Regions from separate parts of the Mus musculus genome. Here region 2 is linked to region 1. The links are chromatin contacts, called in public HiChIP or PLAC-seq maps. All regions are on one chromosome and are shown on one strand. The core of a region is the stretch at or near the end of the contact, and the rest is flanking DNA. Distances in the headings are between cores, read along the strand shown.

Region 1 (3,551 bases), core at 659-3,158:
TCTCAAAGTATATTACCTACTCTGAAGAGACAGGTATTAATCCTTCCTAAGGTTATTGCTTCCACTGGTTCCACCTTCTTAGTTCATGCCAAGAAGAGAAGACTGGTCTCCCCCTTCAGTGTGCTGTGCTGATGGAAATGGTGGTAGCCAAGAAGTAGGCTGAGAGGACCTCGTACGTTAACCTTTGTGTGCTTACCATGACTTTGTGTGTTCACTGACTTACCGTGACTTTCATTGCTCTTTGTTTTTGAGGCAGGGTTTTTCTGTGTAGCCCTGGCTGTCATGGAACTTTCTCTGTATATCTGGCTGGCCTTGAACTCACAGAGCTCTGCCGGCTTCTACCTCCTGAGTGCTGGTATTAAAAGTGTGTATCACTGCCACGGACTAGGCCTAGTCGGCCCCCCCTCAATCCGTGGGAATCAGGGGTTCCGGCAGATGGGCATAGAGTCGGCGGGAATTGGGGTGACCAACAGACTCGACACAAGGGAGTGTGAATCTGTGTAATTTGTCAAATCGAGCATCAAACTTTTTATACAGAAGAAAATAGGGAATTTAGGTGACACACTGGCAAGGTACAAGGAGGTTACGGGATCCTTACATAGAACAGAGGAATGCAAACACAAAGGACTGGCAGGAACCAATGGGGATAAAATTCAATGTTAACAACTGGGATAAAAAACAGTCCCACATAAAGTCAGCTTAAACTTAGAAGCCAGGGACAAGGGCTTCATGCCCTTGCCATAGTTCCTATTCTAGTCTACTGTATAGTCCACCTTCTCCCTAGGCCATTGTAAATACTTGTATATGGGTGTAACTCAGCTATCTATAGTTCTAAGTATCTACTCTGGTTCCTCCTTAGATCACACACTTCCTTCTTCCTAGATAATGGTACATTCCTGTGTAGGGCAGTGACTTAGCTATCCATGCCCAGGTTCGGATCAAGGACTGCCTAGAATCTAACTTAGCTATATGTCAAAGAATCAATCCTTAGGAGCACTTATAATAAAGCAATATTAAAGGAAAGCACACAGATCCGTTTACCAACTAAAGCAAGGACATTGGAGCATTCGTTATACAGGATGCCACGGTCCCAGGAGACTAAGTTTCTGTGAACAGGTTTTTGGGGCCTGTCGTGCTTGTCACCACTGGAGTGGATGTAGCATATCGCCACTACTCATCCAGGTTCTACCTCTTAAGAGTCCTACTACCCCTCAACTATTAGGAATTAGTTTCTAGGACATCAACCTTTGAGGGACAAACTGTATCATTCAACTATCTACCTATTGAGTCAAAAGCAGAAATCACCTTACCATTTAGTACTAGGGCCAAGAATAAATGGTGCAACCTCAACTTCCTAAGTCCCTTACTCTCTACCTGTGATAACTGGGCACACTATCCTGGATTTCTAGGCCTTAGATTTCTAGCCCTATGGAGTTCTTCAACCAGGAAGTGAGGTTAATAGCAGTGTCAGTGTAATAGCTTTTGGAGGACCCTAGTTAGTACGAGCAAAGACTCAGATCTAGCACATAGCTCAAGAGTGTTAGTGGCTGGTGTCATGTTGGATAGGATTGACGCCCAGACACTCTACACGGCACCTAGGTCACACAAAGGTCAAGGTAGGAAGTCCTCTCAGCCTACTTCTTGGCTACCACCATTTCCATCAGCACAGCACATTGAAGGGGGAGACCAGATGAGACTGTCTTCTCTCCATAGCCTGAACCAAGAAGGAGACTGTGGGTTGGCACCATGGGCCTGGCTTCCCACATAGCCGATGAGGACTCTAAGAGAGGCCGTCCTGCATTGTGTGGTTTTGTCCCTTTTCTGCTGTAACCACACAGCACTGGAGTTTTCTCCTCCTACTCCATAAAGACTAGAGGTTCTGTAAGCAGAGATCCTGAGTCATCTAAGTACCCTATTGAACATTAGATTAGTGATTCTCAGCCTTCCTAATGTGGTGACTCTTTAACACAGTTCATCATGTGGTAGTGACCACAACCATAAAATTAGTTTTGTTGTGACTTCATACCTGTAATTTTCCTTATGAATCATAATGTAAATGTCAGTGTTTCCCAATGGTCTGAGGTGACCCCTGGGAAAGTGTCATTCAACCCCCAAGGGGTCGGGACCCAAGGCTGAGAATCACATTAGTCCCTTTCTCCTTTAGGGCTTATCCCCGAAGCTCAGCCACATTGGAGACTAAGCTTCTCATAGATAACTTCTGTGCCCATCGTCTTCAGCCACAGCACTCTGACTCGACTCTTTCCTTGCGTCCATCCTGCCCTCCCATCACGGGGTTAGACAGCAGGTGATGTTATGCTGCCCCTTACAAAACAAAAACCCAATTCAAGGAATAAATACCTTGCTCTCAAAGTTCGCTTACGGGGGAAAGTAGCCATCCAGAAGACAAAGCAAACGAGAGAGAAGAGCAACCACAAGACAGAGGTAACTGTCAGAGGTGGCAGCAGGAAAAGAGCATTGAAATATGTCAGGCAATATGACGGGATGAGAAGAGGAGCCAAAGGTCTGGAGCTGGGGAAGCCAAATGGAGCTGGAAGAGAAGGAACAAAAGAGTTGTTCTGCCTGGTAGCCGGACTCCAGACTTGTGTGGTCTGTGTTGTCTGTCCTTCCTTGAAGGCTTGAGAGGTGACCTCTCGAGGCCCCAGAGGACAGGCGAAGGCAGTGTGGAAACTTCTGAGGGAAGCTGTGTGCTGTGCTGTGGCTCAGCTGTACCAGAAGGGGACAAAGCTACCAACTGAAGTCCGATCTCAGAAAAACTCAGCCTCTGCTTTCCCAGAAGTCACATTAGAAGAAGGGTGGGGTCCTGGGTGATGCTGATCCTGACACCCAGGCCTACCCCTGAAGAGTTATTTCCCTGCGTTCTTATTCTGTTTGCACAACTTAGAATGTAATAAGATGAGCAGAGTCAGAGAGATGGCTCAGTGGCTAAGAGAGCCTGCTTGGAAAGCACAGCACCTGAATTTAAAATTCCCAGCGTTTATACCAAAAGCTGCATGTGGCTGTGCATACCTGCAACCCAAGCGCTGTGCGGATGTGAGGAAAAGATCCCTGGAGTTTGCTGCCTGCCAGTCTAGTTCCAGGTTCAGTGAAAGATTCATCTCAAGAGAAAAAGGCATGGAATGACTGAGTAGATACCTGATGCCAACCCTTGGCCTCCTCCATATGTGTATGCCTGTGCACATCTGTGCACACACAGGAACTTGCATGTATCCGTGCATATGTATCCACATATACCATACACATACACACTAAAAATAAATAAAAAACCCAGCATGCAATAGTATATGCAATGCCTAGTGGCAGACATGTTCTAAAGGTGTTTTACATATGGTAATTAGCACTCTTTTCTCACAGCCCCATGCAGTGAGTGATGGGCATCCTCACAGTGCAGAGAAAGGCAGGGAGAGGCAGGTGAGGTGACCGGCTAGGGTCATTCAGAAAGCATCAGACCATGCGCTGGCTGGAGCCCTGACTTGCCATAGCAACTCCTCCTGAGGGACACATCCCTCTGCTACAGCCACTGTTGCTTGTTA
Region 2 (3,551 bases), core at 507-3,006, 530 kb after region 1:
AAGGGCTGGATTCATGGAAAGATATTGTGTGAATTTGGTTTTGTTGTGGAATACTTTGTTTTCTCCACCTATGTTCTCTTAGTGTCTGTATAATATCTGTCCAGGATCTTCTGGCTTTCATAGTCTCTGGTGAGAAGTCTGGTGTAACTCTAATAGGTCTGCCTTTATATGTTATTTGACCTTTTTCCCTTACTGCTTTTAATATTCTATCTTTATTTAGTGCATGTGTTGTTCTGATTATTATGTGTCGGGAGGAATTTCTTTTCTGGTCCAGTCTATTTGGAGTTCTGTAGGCTTCTTGTATGTTCATGGGCATCTCTTTCTTTAGGTTAGAGAAGGTTTCTTCTATAATTTTGTTGAAGATATTTACTGGCCCTTTAAGTTGAAAATCTTCATTGTCATCTACTCCTATTATCCGTAGGTTTGGTCTTCTCATTGTGTCCTGGATTTCCTGGATGTTTTGAGTTAGGATCATTTTGCATTTTGTATTTTCTTTGATTGTTGTGCCCATGTTTTCTATGGAATCTTCTGCACCTGAGATTCTCTCTTCCAACTCTTGTATTCTGTTGCTGATGCTCACATCTATGGCTCCTGATTTCTTTCCTAGGAATTCTATCTTCAGAGTTGTCTCCCTTTGGGTTTTATTTATTGTTTCTACTTCCCTTTTTAGGTCTTGGATGGTTTTGTTCAAATCCTTCACCTGTTTGGTTGTGTTTTTCTGTAATTCTTTAAGGGATTTTTGTGTTTCCTCTTTAAGGAGTTCTACCTGTTTAGCTGTATTCTCCCGTATTTCTTTAAGAGAATTAGTAATGTCCTTAAAATTCTTTACCAGCATCATGAGGTATAATTTTAAATCTGAATCTTGCTTTTCCAGTGTGTTGGGGGTATCCAGGACTCGCTGTGGTGATATTACTGGGTTCTGATGATATCGAGTAGTCTTGGTTTCTGTTAGGAAGATTCTTACGCTTGCCTTTAGCCATCTTGTAGTCTATGGTGTTAGATGTTCTAGCTGTCTCTGGCTGGAGCTTGTTCCTCCTGTGATTCTGTTACTTCTGTCAGCACTCCTGGGAGACTAACTCTCTCCTGAGTTCCAGGGGGGTCAGAGCACTTCGTATAGGCAAGCTCTTCTCTGGTGGGGAAGGTGCAAGGAGGTCTGAGGATCAGCTGTGCCTCCTGTCTGAGGATGAAGGCCCTAAGAGACCCTGTCCAAGAAGCTCTGTTGCTTAAGCAGACCATGTGCTCTCCTGAGTAGACCCATCTCAGAAAGACCCGGAATAGATAATGTTGATATCACCTGAGTCCTGGGGTCAGAGCACTCCCTCAATGTTTTCTTTTATAAGAGTTGCCATGGTGATGGTGTCTCTTCCTGGCAATAAAACCCTAAGTAGGACAATGGGTGAATATGTAAATACTAATATCAGCTGCTCTCATTGCTACATGGAATACTCATGGTCCCTCTGAAGTGGCCTCTACAATATAAGGCTCCCAAATCCTGCCTTCCACACCACATACACACACTAGGCCCTGACTAGTGAGTTTGTGCTGGGGCGGGGGAGGGGGGAGGGGAGGAAAGTGTCTAAAGCCTGAGGTTAGTCAGTGCCAGCCCTCTTGACATCGCCCACAATCTCCAGAGGAAAGTAGTAAAAACAAATATAGCCACACAAATTGGGTAACAAACCTCAAGTATAGACACAGGCACATAATCCACAAATATTTAAACCAAAGAAGAGAATAGGGCAGGAGTGATGACTCAGTGGTTCAAGAATATACTGCTTCTTACAGAGGGTTTAAACTCTGTGTCCAGCATCCTACATGGTGACTCAGAGCTGCCTGGAACTCCACTGCAGGGGGGATCTATCACCTTTACCCTTTACACTCTTCTGACCTCTGTGAGCACTGTACTTGCTGTCTAGCTCTCTCTCTCTCCTCTCTCTCTCTCTCTCTCTCTCTCTCTCTCTCTCTCTCACGCACACACACTAATAATTACAAATAGAATAAATCTTTAATGAAAAGAATAAACAACAGCCATCAAATACAATCAATCAATGGTAATGGTGATAATTCAGGGGAAAAGGTATAAAATATTAGTATGCCTAACATCATGAAAGAATCTAAAAGTAAATTATTTTAAAAGGAAAAAAGTCAAGATCAGAGACTAAAAAAATAATAGAATAAAAGAATTCAGGTTGGAAGGTGCATGCTGCAAGTGGCCAAAGGAATCTAATCAGTGTACCAGAAGAGACAGCCCCTGTCCACCATAGGCCCTCAGGAGCCAGGCTCCATCTCAAACCCTGAACCTTTCTTACAGCACCACACTCCATGGACATCAACCTCTGAGCAGCATGAAGGGGAGCACAGAAGCAGAACTTGACCAGATATCTGGAAAACCCACTTCCTGGTACTGAATTCCGGCCTTCATGATCTTTGCCTTGCGGCCCCAGCTTCACTGCAAAGTTCCTCCCTTGGTCTTCAGCGCATTCTTGCTTAGATTCCCTGCCCTAACACATTGACTTTACACCCGTCCCCAGCTTCTTAATTCCTTTCATGTTGTGTGTTCTCATGTGTGCAGGTGCATATGTACAGGTCCACACATGTCTGTAGAGGCCAGAGTACAACCTCGGGTCTCTCCTTAGGCATGCGCCCTCCGATGTATTTTATTATGTATTTGGAGACAGGGTCTCTCACAAATATGAAGCTTACCAAGGAAGTTAGGTGGAGCAGCCAGCAAGGCCTGGACATCTGCCTACCTCTGTCACCTAAGTACCAGGCCTGCTCACCTACAGCACACTCCACCTACTTTAGGGGGTTCTGAAGAAGAGACTCTATCCTCATGCCTATAAGACCACTGCTTTACCAACTGAACCCTCTTTCCAGCCCCCTACAGCTTTACCAACCTAGCTGTCTTCCCAGCCCCACATTTCCTTCAATGCTCTCCTTCATTTTTAATGGGATATTTATTTCTTTACATTTCTGTTTAAACATTCTCTCACTGTGCATGATGGATTCTTCAGTATCTCAACCAAATTAAAACAAACAAACAAGCAAATAAAGAAAACAGTATTGTAGGACTTTGTCCAGTAGCTTAGCATATGTGTTAGTAAATCAAACCAAGAAAACACACACACACACACACACACACACACACACACACACACACAGAGAGAGAGAGAGAGAGAGAGAGAGAGAGAGAGAGAGGATTCTCTAGAGAGCACCACCTAAAAGGGTAGGCTCTACAACACTTCATTTCTCATAGAGAGATATCTGTTAGAAGACTGTCAGAGAGAGACAGACAGACAAAGTCAGAGACAGAGGGAAAGAGAGAGAGAGACAGAGACATAGAGAAGTAGAGATAGGGAGATCGCTGAACCACTATGAGCTGTCTACCCCATGAACATGGGGGCTTGGAACTACCCTTCTTGTTCCCATGCAACCACAAGCTGGCGAACTATAGTGCTTGGCTGGGCCCTACTGCTAGAGGATTAGTATTCCACTCTTGCTCCCACACAGAGCCATGGTAACATCCACTCTCTAAGGAGCCTCAACTTCTCTGT

Evidence for each region. HiChIP or PLAC-seq counts read pairs in DNA pulled down with a chosen protein or histone mark.
Region 2: a FOXA1 HiChIP or PLAC-seq map of pancreatic cancer cells shows a contact between it and region 1. The contact joins two enhancer-like sites. A contact is called at or near these places in 1 of 484 Hi-C or Micro-C datasets (nephron progenitors) and 1 of 115 datasets of contacts at active chromatin or transcription factors (pancreatic cancer cells).

The regions. Positions count from the first base shown.
Region 1 is chr17:66,616,188-66,619,738 of GRCm38.p6, forward strand. No RefSeq gene overlaps it. Among named protein-coding and RNA genes, the nearest start is that of Themis3, 23 kb to the left of the region's middle. Within about 2 kb of position 1,909, at least 6 of the 459 cell types and tissues checked have an H3K27ac peak or open chromatin away from gene starts, as enhancers often do. A contact at or near this core is called in pancreatic cancer cells, where this site is marked.
Region 2 is chr17:67,148,950-67,152,500 of GRCm38.p6, forward strand. The region is part of intron 2 of Ptprm (protein tyrosine phosphatase, receptor type, M); the gene reads right to left. Among named protein-coding and RNA genes, the nearest start is that of Mir5709, 120 kb to the left of the region's middle. Within about 2 kb of position 1,757, at least 27 of the 459 cell types and tissues checked have an H3K27ac peak or open chromatin away from gene starts, as enhancers often do. A contact at or near this core is called in pancreatic cancer cells, where this site is marked.